Linked DNA regions of Danio rerio: region 1 is linked to region 2. A link is a contact called in public Micro-C data. All regions are on one chromosome and are shown on one strand. The core of a region is the stretch at or near the end of the contact, and the rest is flanking DNA. Distances in the headings are between cores, read along the strand shown. Region 1 holds the start of dmxl1 (Dmx like 1). Region 2 holds the start of commd10 (COMM domain containing 10).

The links. A called contact is a pair of places that touch in the nucleus more often than the background predicts.
Region 1: a contact with region 2 is called in a Micro-C map of caudal fin, with 4 times the contacts expected there. The contact joins the promoter of dmxl1 here to the promoter of commd10 in region 2. A contact is called at or near these places in 9 of 18 Hi-C or Micro-C datasets (caudal fin, embryo, fibroblasts and 2 more) and 4 of 4 datasets of contacts at active chromatin or transcription factors (caudal fin, embryo, gastrula embryo and 1 more).

The regions. Positions count from the first base shown.
Region 1 is chr8:295,376-301,961 of GRCz12tu, reverse strand. It overlaps dmxl1 (Dmx like 1), which reads right to left and starts at 4,386. Exons shown (of 24, transcript XR_012383989.1): 1 at 4,235-4,386.
Region 2 is chr8:142,574-149,533 of GRCz12tu, reverse strand. commd10 (COMM domain containing 10) reads right to left here and starts at 3,560. Exons shown (of 7, transcript NM_001017895.1): 1 at 3,445-3,560; 2 at 3,183-3,273; 3 at 2,271-2,378; 4 at 1,694-1,849. The coding sequence starts at 3,473. It overlaps ap3s1 (adaptor related protein complex 3 subunit sigma 1), which reads right to left. Exons shown (of 6, transcript NM_001005964.1): 6 at 5,906-6,486. The coding sequence ends at 6,358.

The sequences.
Region 1 (6,586 bases), core at 3,137-5,636, 150 kb before region 2:
TGTCTGCAAGAGGCCTGTTACACAAAGCTGGTCTGGGGGTTTTTATGCAGGTAAGTTCAGCTTTGATCCAGTGAGCTGTGAGAAAAGTGTCTTTACATGCATGATATTTCTCATAATGATATCTCCTAATCTTGAACAGAGAAGTGAATTGTGCTGACTCGCTAGTGGGAAATGACTCTAACTCATGTGATTGGCTGATTGCTGCAGTCATGCGTCATTTGATTGGCTGGGTTCATATACTTTTAGTCAAATTTAAGAACTTTTTAAAGCACTTTACAAATCCGACAAATTACATAATTACAGACATACATTCTTCTTAATGAAAATGTTATGGAGTATTCTAAAAAAACAACATTTTGATGCATGTTTGCCCCAAGCTGAACACTGAGTTACTGTAATTTACTGTCTTAAATGTCATTTACCCCCATCTTGAATAGCTAATCTTTGATCTTAAATTTATATTTCATTTATATATATATTGTTCACTCATGAAACAGTTATCTCCATGCTTATATCTTGCAGATGAAAAAATCAGCCGGCAGTTTAAATTTGAGGCATAAACATATTTATTTTAAATTAAAGATATTTATATTAGTTTATCCTTATTACCAATATAAGTTATTATGTAGGCACATACAATTTCAAGCACTTTATCTAAAATTGAAGCACTTTTCAAACCTTAAACACTAGATTAAAACTCAAGCAGTTTTTAGGATTTCCACACTTACACGCGAAACCCAGGATTGGCTGTTTTCTGCATGGCACACATGACAGGGTTAAACACAGATTTTTGTGAAACCCCTTAACTTGTTCTTAACCTGTTGGATTAGTTTGGTTTGGTCGACCCAAAGCTTACTCTGCAACCCAGAGTTTGTTTAACTGGTTTTGTGCAACAGGCCTCAGGCAACATAATTAGCCAGAAGAGTGGACACGCCAGTTTATCCATCCAAATATCTGTGGCAACTTCAGCATGAATGATGAAACATTCATGAGCAAGCGATCACAACCGGTGACGAATGCAATAAGACAGCAAAGAAGTAAACTGATCATGTAAACTCAAATGCTTTCAGGTTGATATAACTATACTGGAGCAGAGTGGTGGTGACTGCGGCTGCACAATATATAGCTGCAGCATCAATATCGCAATGCGTGCATCAGCAACAGTCACAACACAGGATCTGCAATGTCAAATCTTCATTATAATCGACCAGGAGCACGCTTAAAAACATTAAAGTTACCAAAATCTTTATCATTTAAGTTTGATTTTTAATTATTCAGACATGAGAAATTACATTTCTAATTTTAAGAAAGATTGATTGTATTTAATTATTTATTTATACACACACACACACACACACACACACACACACACACACACACACACGAGGAAGACTATACACTAGGGCTGCAAATATTTGACATTGCACTACTTTGTTTATCTGCGATATATATTGCGACATGAATACAATTTGACCAGTTGTTTTAATAGCGCTATTTTGGAGAGAAATCTGGAATCTGGACTGACTGTGGGCATTTTGTAGGGCAGTGAATCATGGATGAAAAATTATTAAAGCTACAAATACTTTTTTTTGTGCCTGAATGCTTTAAACTCTTTTGAAATGCCTTTTAAACACATGTAAATAATCAACTTTCCCTCTGTTTTGGTTAAACTTTGCAGTTACTCCACAACTCTGGTATTCTGGACTGTGGTGCACAACATTACAGATCCTGCGATGCAAGTATTGCGGACACACACATTGAGATATCAATGCTGAAAAGATATTTTATCCAGCGCTACTACAGTGCTATTTTACCTTGGATTATTAAATTTGTGTATCTGAATATTGCAAGACCTCCAGATAATCATAAAGCACTGTGCATTTTATTTGAACAGCATCAACGCTCTGCTGTATTTAGCAATGTTTATGATTGGATTATTATATTGTTTTGTAGACGCAATTGCGTACAAAATCATCTTACTGTATCTAAACTTATGAATTCTTTCCTAATAGACCTCTTCATTTAATCTGGTGGAATTATACTTCGTATCGTAATATATATCGAAGAAAGAACGTCATCGCACAGCTTGTGGTGACAATCATTACTTTTATTTGAAAAAATGTTTGTTTACATTGTAAAAATATCTGGTTTGCCTTATGCAAAAGTAAAACATGGCTGTTCTTTCCTTTATAGTATATAGTAGTCTATATAGTATACACTGTACAACCCAACAGTCAACTTTATCAAACGAAATGAGTGTAGTTAACTCAAAATTGACTGAAAGTTAATTCTACTCATCTGAAGAGTTTTGAACTCAGTGTTGAAGGTAATGACTTAATTAAACACTTAATTCAACTTAAATGGAGTAAGTTCACAGTACTCATAGAGATTAGTTTTTCAACTCAAATCGTTTGCTGCAATCGGTTTCCTCAAACGGTTTGTGTTGCCTTAACCTATTGGGTTTTACAGTACTCAGTTGGTTTGAGTTCTCTTCATTTATCATGTAAATGATAAATTACTGTGCTCAAATTGCTCAGTTTACTCAAATGTAGTAAGTTCACAGTACTCATTAGGATTAGTTTTTGAGCTTAAATGGTTTGCTGCTATCAGTTTCCTTAAATGGTTTGAGTTACCTTAACTTATTGGGTTTTACAATGTAGTATTTTACTATTTTGATATCATTTTGTATTTTTTCTCTTGATTTTTTACTTGCATTTATTATATATTAACAATCTTCTTGTATCTTTATGCACCAAGGGTCTGATTTAAAGCAATTCAAGTTTATTTGTATAGTGCTTTTTACAATTATTGTTTCAAATCAGCTTTACGACAGGTGTATATAATTGCATTACAATCAGATTAAGTTATAGTTACAATTATATACAAGTTATTATATATAGTGTAAACATAGTAAGCATGCCATTTATTTACATATAGGTGATGTTTGTGTCTACTTTTAGAGTAACTTCATTTTAACTCTCTGTGTTTCTGTATAGTGAACCGCCACAATGTTCTGTTATACCGTTCTTAAAGTATGTGTACTATTTTTATTAACTTTTTGTTGTTGTTGCTTTTTAGAACAGCAGGATCTCCAGCGGAAAAAATATCAAAAGATGCCCTTTTAAATTGTAAAGAAATCAGTATTTTTAAACTAAAGAAGACGACAGAAGTCAACCATTCATTTGGATTATTCAGACTGACATGTTTACTGCTCCAAAACATCATAAATGTTTTAAAAAAATAAAATATATTGTTTTCAAAGGGGAAAAACATTTTGTATTTTACCCCAGACTTTTAAAAAGAATCTATTTTAGAGCGGTGATCACAATACCTGGATATTTTTACCCAAGGTTATACCATCAGAATCATATACCGGCCCATGCCTAGTGTGTCTGTGCATGTGGCAGATTTGACAATAGAGCTGACCTTGACTTTCTTCTCCACTAAATACCATCAAACATATGTTGGTTATCTTTGTAATATATTAAATCACATATTGAATATTGCATTATTTAGCAAGATATTGCGTTTTTCCACATTATCACACAGCCATAGTAGGAACAACCCCAGAAAGAGGCTCTTATATCAATAGAAATAAGAAATGAGTCTTATTTACAACAGCTAGAGGACAGCTGACATTCAGTGACGTGTCAGTCAGTCGGAAAGTCATGCAGTCAGTGATGTGTCAGTCATACAGCGATGTCAAGTCGGTTATTTAGTGATGTCAGTCAGATATTTAGTGATATTCAGTGATGTCCGTCACACACACACTCACACACACACACTCAGTCATTCGGCAATGTGTCAGTCAGTCACGTGATGTCCATCATAAATGACGCTGCTTCACTGTATATTAAACGTTTAAATCACTCATGTTCCTCGCTTTTCATCCAGTAGCAGATGTACACGTGAACTTTACTGATCCGTGTGTGCTTAATAAACAGAGCTTTATGACTCTGTGAAAGTATCCAGTCAGAGATCCCGCTCAGATCCGCTAGCACTGCTAACATCATGAACACTGACAGCTTTAACCACAGCATTTTATGACGATCCACAAAAAACAGCCTAAAGCCACAGTCCTGGAGCGTGTCAGCGATTTAACTCATTAACCACTCGATTAACGCGCGACTAATGAGGTTTCTGAGGAACTGTGGACGTTATTAGCCACGTAGCGTTAGCATGACAGCAGCCGAACATCAGCAAGAGAAACAGTCAGCGCAGCGGCGCGCCTTACCTTAGAAACGGGCTTCATTTATTCCCGAGCTGAAATATGGAGTGTGTTTCTCTCATTGTGAGAGATAATTAGGACACACACAGTGGTTTGGTGCTGTTTGAGTGCGGAGACTCTGCGCTGCGGCTGAGGAAGTAGAGCGCGCGCTGTATTCTGGGAAATGTAGTTTCTTTCTGAGGGTTACGCTGCGCGCGGAGTCACATGCCTCATTATTTACTTCAACAGCAGCTTGAACATTTACCGCGTTATAAATCTGTTCAGCGCGCAGCAGAGGGAATGAGTTTAGTCGTGTTTTGAGTTAATGTGTGTTCAGTGACGTGAGCTGGATCAACACTGATCTGAATGAGGACTTTATTAACTCATAGAGCAGAGTTTATCACACATTCAGTTCAGCTCCTCAGTGTTCCTCCAGCGCCTCTACAGTAGATTGTGGCAGCAGCTGAACACTGAAGTTCTAGTAAACTGAAGCTGTGTCAGTCCAGTGTTCAGAGCTGAAGTTCAGTTCTGTTCAGTGCAGTGTGCTTTAATCTTCACCGCTGAGAGTCCAAACACTGAAGAGCAGATCCATCCAACAGATCCACAAGACCCAAACCAAGCAGACCAGTGGAGAAAGTGGAGGAACAAACTTCACCAGTTGACCAAAGTGAAGGAGAGAGACCAGGCTTAAGCCTAGTTCACACTACAGGATTTTAAACATCAGCAGATCGCTGTGCCGTTCACACTACATGACTTGACTTTGTGTCTTTTGATCTCTGTGGTGTTCACACTACGCAACACTCTGTGAATGATCCACAAGAGGGGGGTCACACACTACATGATCTGACAACAACTCATTCCCCATCAGCTCATTCAAGCTACCAAACCACAGCCAATGAAATGTTGAGGGAGGAGTCAGCAGAAAAAGCTGAACACTATTGGCTGCTTGTGTGCTGATGACATCACTGACAGCATTTCAAGCTTTGGAGAAAGCATTTAAAAACATCGTCAAATCAGCTGATTTATCAGCGCATTAATCACTCATCTGCAGGTTCCAGTGGAGAGATACACAGAGAGTTTTTAATTTTTGTAATTTTATAACTCTTTGAAATAAAACTAACATATTTATAACACCCTGCCATTTTCTAACTATCAGTGTATTTCTTTCTGACATTGTTATTATTATTTTTATTACAAAACAGTAAAGAACTGAGCATTTCTGCCTTAAATTACCATACTGGTCAAAATGACTGCATGCATGTCTGATACTTTTCACTGTGACTTTAAATATGTGTGCATTTTTTTGCCTAGCAACTTCCTGCTAACATAAACAAAACCTTCTGATGGCAAAAACATCAATTTGCTTCAGATATCTTTAAAAACAGCAGATTCTGTGCTGTGAAATAGCTCCTGTTTGAAAGTGAAAATGAAAGCCAAGACCTTTAAGTGTTCTAGTATCTTAACTACATATTTATAGGCTGTATTAGCAAAAAAGATGATATTTTTAGGGTAACGGTGTCATTAAATATGATGCCAGACATTCAAAGCTTAATTTTAATATCTCAATAATAGCTTTGAATGTAAATATGTTGTGACAGTATGGCGTTTTATATGAGAACGGTCAGAATGAGCAGTATGGTAATTCTAATAGTTACAGAATTATAGGTCCACTGTTAATATATCCTCCTCTCATGTCTGTGCTAACGCAGAATGAAGCGAGTGCAGCGATGCCCATTCTGACCAATCACAGATGTTTCTGCTGAGCTCCTGAACACACAGGCATTCAGCTCATGCTGATCTGCTCTCTCATTGGCTGCAGCTCGTCACTACATCTGACCACACGTGGGGTTGAGTCGGCCGACTGCTCTGGAATATTCAGCATGCTGAATGTTGGATTTCCGTCTGCGAGGTGTCGGCGACGCGTCAGCGAGCCTCATTGATGCGTTGTTCAGTAGTTCACACATAAAGAGCGGCGAGCGCCGAGCACCCGCAGATTTCTTCCCGATCACAGCCCGATCTGTCGGCGAGCTCGTTAACTTCCACATCGGGCTCAAATCAGGCTTAAAATCCTCTAGTGTGAACTAGGCATCAGTGAGAGGGGTCTGGCTGCAGACTTGGTGCAGTGCAATCTGAGCTGCATCCAATGCTTTTTAATGGGCTGAGTGATGCAATCTCAGCTTGCATCATAAAGGCTGCATCCAGATACTACTGGGCTCAGTTGGGCACAACCATTTCTCCTCTGGCCAAACGTCTTGTGCAGAGCTGCAGTCTAGGTGCCAGAGCCTGGAGAACACTGGACGTCCATTGTGAAGAAGCTGCAGGTGGGAGAGGTCACCGGCAGGTGTTCAGGCCGGCCCTTCAGGATCAATGTGGAGACTC
Region 2 (6,960 bases), core at 2,311-4,810:
GTGTGTGTGTTTGTGTTAGGGCTGGACGATAAGGCAAAAATTTATATCATGATATATTTCTTAATTTCGGTTAATATGATGAAATGCCGATATCGATATGGAGAATATTAAAAACAGAGGGAAAAATGACCCAGAGCGCACACAATAGATGACTGTACCTGCAAATCTCTGCAAACTGAATATGCAAAGTGAAACTTTTTGTTTTTTAAATAAAAACAATACAGAACAATGATGTTCACTTTTTATTTGTATTAGCCTTTACAAGCAAGACGTGAAATAAACTAGTAAATAACTAAAACTCTCAGACTCGGCTCATTTACTTATAGAAATAATACATAGACAGTTCATGAAGGTTAGCTTGACCAACGTGAACAGAAACTTTTATCAGTGTTTTTTTGTGTATATGCTGAATATTTAATCAAAATAATACAGAAATCTTACAATTATGACATTCACATTGTAAAAAAACATAGAAAAAGATTAATAATTATAATAATAAAAAAAATCTAAGAGAGTACAGGCTATATTCATATCTGCCAAAGAAAAGAGAAACCCCCTTTAAGTGTTCGATCTGACTATTCATATTTGTGTGAAATTACCCAATTAAAAGGTTTAACATAAAATATTTCTTATATATTATATAGTCTATTCATATAGACTAATGTTTTATATTATTTTATACAACACATTCTCATTATTTGACAGATTTAATACCTCTACTAATCTCATTCTCTCTATTTCATCAGATTATAATAATAATATAATCAGATTATAATCACCAGATTCCTGATAAATCTGTCTGTGAAATTTCATGTTGTAAGTTTGCGCGAGTGCTGTAAACCAGCATGTAGCGAGCTTGTGTGTGTGTGTGTGTGTGTGTGTGTGTGTTAATTTGGCCGTTTATGCACAGATCGAGTTATGTATGTGCGTGTGTATGTGTGTGTGTATGCAGTATGCATCTAGTGTATATGTATATGCGCACGTTTCATACGTGTTTTGAACATTGGGCAGAATAGGTTTATATGGGTGTATATTGATAAGCGAAGTTTGATTTAAATCCTACACGGCGCCTCTAGCCATCTGTTCATATCCTTCTTTTCTGACTCTGCTGATTTCGCTGTTGGGAAGGTGGACGGCTTAAACCTTCAGGATGCCTCATCTTCTGGCTCTCAGTAAGTTCTCTCAGGGGGAACAGGTTTGATGTGTTCCCGCTGCTGGTCGGCATCTCTCCCGCACATTTTGCAGAGCACCGAAACTATACGTTTATCGAAAATTAAAAAGCCGAACCAGTTCCACACCACTGCACTGCTCTTTCCCCTGTCAGAAACTAATTCGTCTGCATTCTTACTTCTGCAAGCTTGCTCATTCACTTCTGTATTCAGGGCACACTTTCTGCGACAGAGCTGACCAACTGCTGTGCTGAGCGCCGGTAGCGTGTCTGTGATGTCACTTGTGTGATGACGTACATCACGCTCTTTCTGACGGCTGAGCACTGACCGTCACTCAGTGACATATGGCACAATGTAGAAGATCTTATAGATATAATAAAATACAGACACGCAAATGTCGAAATACCAGAACTCACATCACCGTTATTGAAAACAATTCTATCACGATATATATTGATATCGAATTATTGTCCAGCCCTAGTGTGTGTGTGTGTGTGTGTGTGTGTGTGTGTGTGTGTGTTCACCTTCATGGGGGCGAATATCCCCAGTCTGATCTTCTCCAGCAGGTCTGCAGCGTCGGCGGCCCACATCTGGCTGAACACCTCTGCTTTCTGCGGCGAGATGCAGATGTTCTCCAGCTGCTGTCGGAGTGACGCCGGCTTCACATTATGATACGCCGCCTGCAGACAGCATCACAGCATTACAGCAGGACACACACACACACACACACACACACACACACACACACACACACACACACTCCTCCTGCTCAGGGGCCGCTCACACTAACAGCCATCTTCCATCATCTACTCGCTCCTCACTTAGTTTCTGTCTGCTTGAACAACAAAAGAAGATATTTTGAGGAATGTTGGACACCGGTGACCATTGACTTGCTTATGTTTTTCCTACTGTAGAAGTCAGTGGTTACCGGTCTTCAACATTCTTCAAAATATCTTCTTTTGTTGTTTAACAGAGGAAAGACTCAAAGTTCTGGAAGAATTATTGATTAAACCCAAGTCTGCGCTCTATAATAACTGATGATCTGCAGCAGATGATCACACACACACACACACACACACACACACACACACACACACACACCTGCTCCAGGATGAAGGAGACAGTTTCCAGCAGCAGTTGCAGTGTGTGACGCTCCAGAGACAGAGCAGACTGAAGCTTCTCCTCCTCCTCCTGACTGAAGGAGCGCTCCTGCGCACACACACACACACACACACACACACACACACACACACATTATACACACTAATATCACACACATTATACACACAAATATTATAATATACACAAATATTTCACACTTACAAACACACACATTATACACACAAACATCACACACGCATTTTACACACAAATATTACACACACACACAAATATTACACACACACACACATTATACACACATATATTATACACAAATATCTCACTCACACACACACACACACACACACACACACACACATTATACACAAATATCACTCAATCACACACACACACACACACACACATTAAACACAAATATCACTCACTCTCTCACACACACACACACACACACACAAACATAATACACAACTATCACACACACACACAAATATTACACACACACACACATTATACACACATATATTATACACAAATATCTCACTCACACACACACACACACACACACACATTATACACAAATATCACTCAATCACACACACACACACACACACACACACACACTACACACAAATATCACTCACTCACTCACTCACACACACACACACACACACACACATTAAACACAAATATCACTCACTCTCTCACACACACACACACACACAAACATAATACACAACTATCACACACACACACACACAAACATTATACACAACTATCACTCTCTCACACACACACACACACACACACACACAAACATTATACACAACTATCACACACACACACACACACACACACACACAAACATTATACACAACTATCACACACACACACCTTGAGATGGAGCTTCTGCAGGATGCGGGTCAGTAATCTGGAGAATTTGCTGTTGTCGATGGAGTTGATGTGAGTGACGGCTGCTTTAATGCTGCAGAACACACACACACACACACACACACACACACACACACACACACACGAGCTGATGATGACTAGAGCTGTGATTATTGATTATTGACAGATGTTATTGAGGTGGCGTGTTTGACTGTGCCTCAGTCTCCCCATCAGCACACACACACACACTGTCAGCGCACTTTACCTCGGTGTTTCCGGGATTATGGAGCTCATCTTCTCTTCGGTAGGTCCGTTTGTTTTATTTTCGTGTCCAGAAACAGTCACTTCCTACCGCTCAGTCATATGACGCGTGACGCCAGCACGTCGCCCCGCCCTCCGTACAGCGTAATAACGGTAAATATGTGCGACGCAAATGTTAAAATACGAAAAAATAAACAGATTATAGAACTTGACGAGCAAATAGTTCCCATGGCCATCGCATTTCCTGCCTATTTTTGGCGCGCTGAAGCTGGCAGCGGGAAAACCGAGCGGAGTTCACCTCATTCAGACAGAAAACAGGAGGAGGAGTACACAAGTGTGCTGTATCACTGGATAAACTACTGTACTGGAACACCGCCACATTAAGCTATTATTCGATAAAGAGTCGTTTGTTTGTCTGTATGTTCCGCCTCAGGACTCAACTAGATAACAGAGTTAACTGAGCTTTCATGCACATGAGGGATATAAAACCTGCACTGCTACTATTCCTGATATAAGTGAAGAGAGGTCTGTGTTAGAGTAACAGCACTATTTACACTTCAGACATAAGAATAGAGTATTGGCTATCGAGATCTACACTCACCAGCCACTTTATTAGGTACACCTCTCCATCTGTTAACGCAAATTTGTAATCAGCCAATCACATGGCAGCAGCTCACTGCATTTAGGCATGTAGACATGGTCAAGAGGATCTGCTGCAGGTCAGAGTGAGCATCAGAATGGGGAAGAAAGGGGATTTAAGAGACTTCCAACAGGGCATGCATGGCTGTTGCTGCCAGACGGGCTGCTCTGAGTATTTCAGTGGGCGCAAATGCCTTGTTGAAGAGGCCAGAGGTCAGAGGAGAATGGCCAGACTGGTTCCAGCTGATAGAAAGGCAACAGTAACTCAAATAAGCACTCGTCACAACCGAGCTCTCCAGAAGAGCATCTCTGAACACACAACACGGCCAACCTTGAGGCGGATGGGCTACAGCAGCAGAAGAGCACACCGGGTGCCGCTCCTGTCAGCTAAGAACAGGAAACTGAGGCTACAATTCACACAGACTCACCAAAACTGGACAATAGAAGATTGGAGAAACGTTGCTGCTCTGATGAGTCTCCATTTCTGCTCACACATTCAGATGCTCGGCTCAGACAACATGAAAGCATGGATCATCCTGCCTTGTATCAGCGGTTCAGGCTGGTGGTGGTGGTGTAATGGTGTGGGGGAGATTTTCTTTGGGTCCATTAGTACCAATTGAGCATCAACGCCACAGCCTACCTGAGTATTGCTGCTGACCATGTCCATCCCTTTATGAGCACAGTGTCTCCATCTTCTGATGGCTACTTCCAGCAGGATAACGCAGCATGTCATAAAGCTCAATCATCTCAGACTGGTGTCTTGAACATGACGATGAGTTCACTGTACTCAAATGGCCTCCACAGTCACCAGAGCTCAATCCAATAGAGCAGCTTTGGGATGTGGTGGAACGGGAGATTGACATCATGGATGTGCAGCCGACAAATCTGCAGCAACTGTGTGATGCTATCATGACAACATGGAGCAAAATCTCTGAGGAATATTTCCAGCAGCTTGCTGAATCTCTGACACCAAAAAGGGGTCCGACCTGGTATTTGTCAGGTGTACCTAATAAAGTGGCCAGTGAGTGTGTGTCATTTGGAAACTGAATAAGCTTTTATTAATGTATAGTTGGTAATATCAGCACAACATTTGATCAAGATAAAACTAGTAGAGTTCTAAATCTAAATGTACAGAAACTCTGGCCACGCTGCTCTCATGGCCATCTATATTACTAATCAACAATGATGTTTTAATAAAGAAAGGAAATTATATTCAATATTCTGATGACTTTAATTAAAAATATGTCTAACAGAGTCTAATTAATCATGTCTAACAGAAGAGCTAGATTATTCTGCTCCTCATGGTCAGATTATTCTCCTCATGGTCAGATTATTCTCCTCATGGTCAGGTTATTCTCCTCATGGTCAGGTTATTCTCCTCATGGTCAGGTTATTCTGCTCCTCATGGTCAGATTATTCTCCTCATGGTCAGATAATTCTCCTCATGGTCAGATTATTCTCCTCATGGTCAGATAATTCTCCTCATGGTCAGATTATTCTCCTCATGGTCAGGTTATTCTCCTCATGGTCAGGTTATTCTCCTCATGGTCAGGTTATTCTGCTCCTCATGGTCAGGTTATTCTCCTCATGGTCAGATTATTCTCCTCATGGTCAGATTATTCTCCTCATGGTCAGATTATTCTCCTCATGGTCAGGTTATTCTCCTCATGGTCAGGTTATTCTCCTCATGGTCAGGTTATTCTGCTTGTTTAATGGACGTTCTCTTCACTCAGTATTTCTGAACACAGCACTGTATTTCTGCTCGTCTACAAGATGCTTCCTGATTTCGGAGTTTGTAGATATTGATCAAACAGCAGACGACAGACTTGGAGAAGAAAATAATTTGATACTTTATTCTGCTGCAAAAGGAAAAACATGCGGCACTTAAAAACCAAAGCGAAGCGGCCGGCGTAAGAAAGAGGACAAACCATATATAAATATACCTTCAGTACATACAGCTACATCAGACACACACGTACAGCATCAGGGAGAGCTTTCCAGTCTGGAATGTTTGATAGGCATGATGTTCAGAGCGCCTCACGCACACACGCACGCACACACACACACACACACACACACACACACACACACACACACACAAACACACACCTCCAACACTGCAGTGAGTGAGACACACACAGGGGACAGAAGAATCAAATAAATACTTCATTTACAGTCATCACACAGTGCCTTCGTCATCTGTGCAGTAACACACAGCCTAGTAAACACACACACACACACACACACACACACACACACACACACACCGCAGTGTTTACTATTTAAAAGACGGCAGGTTTGGCACTTTGATGCTGATGTCCCCGATGTTGATGTTTTTGGGCATCTCTGGGAGGTTCATGTTCTTGACGGCCGATACGGCGCGTGCTGGAGCTCCAGCAATCCCGGCCTGCACACACACACACACTTGGTTAAACACACATACACACTCAGACAGACACTCACAGCTCTGCACATGCAGCATTCAGCAGACGCACACACAGAAGCAGAAACAGAGGAAACACAAACCCTGCAGACCGCGCACACACACACACACACACACACACGTCATTGAATGATCACTGTGTTAACCCAGCTTAGGCCACTGATCAAATCCAATTAGGCACAGATGCGGTGTGTGGATTGAGGTGTGCGCTGCAGGCGGTGTGTGTTCAGGGCTCTGCGGGGGTCTACATCACAGCAGGGTTTGTGTGATCGCACAACATCCACACACACACACACACACACACACACTGACAACAAACACTGCACAGGTAAACACCAACCGACTGACCGACCGCAGACTAACAGTCCAACAGAGACTCTGAGCGTGTGAGCGTGTGTGTGTGTGTGTGTGTGTGTGTGTGTGTTTAACAGCAGAGCA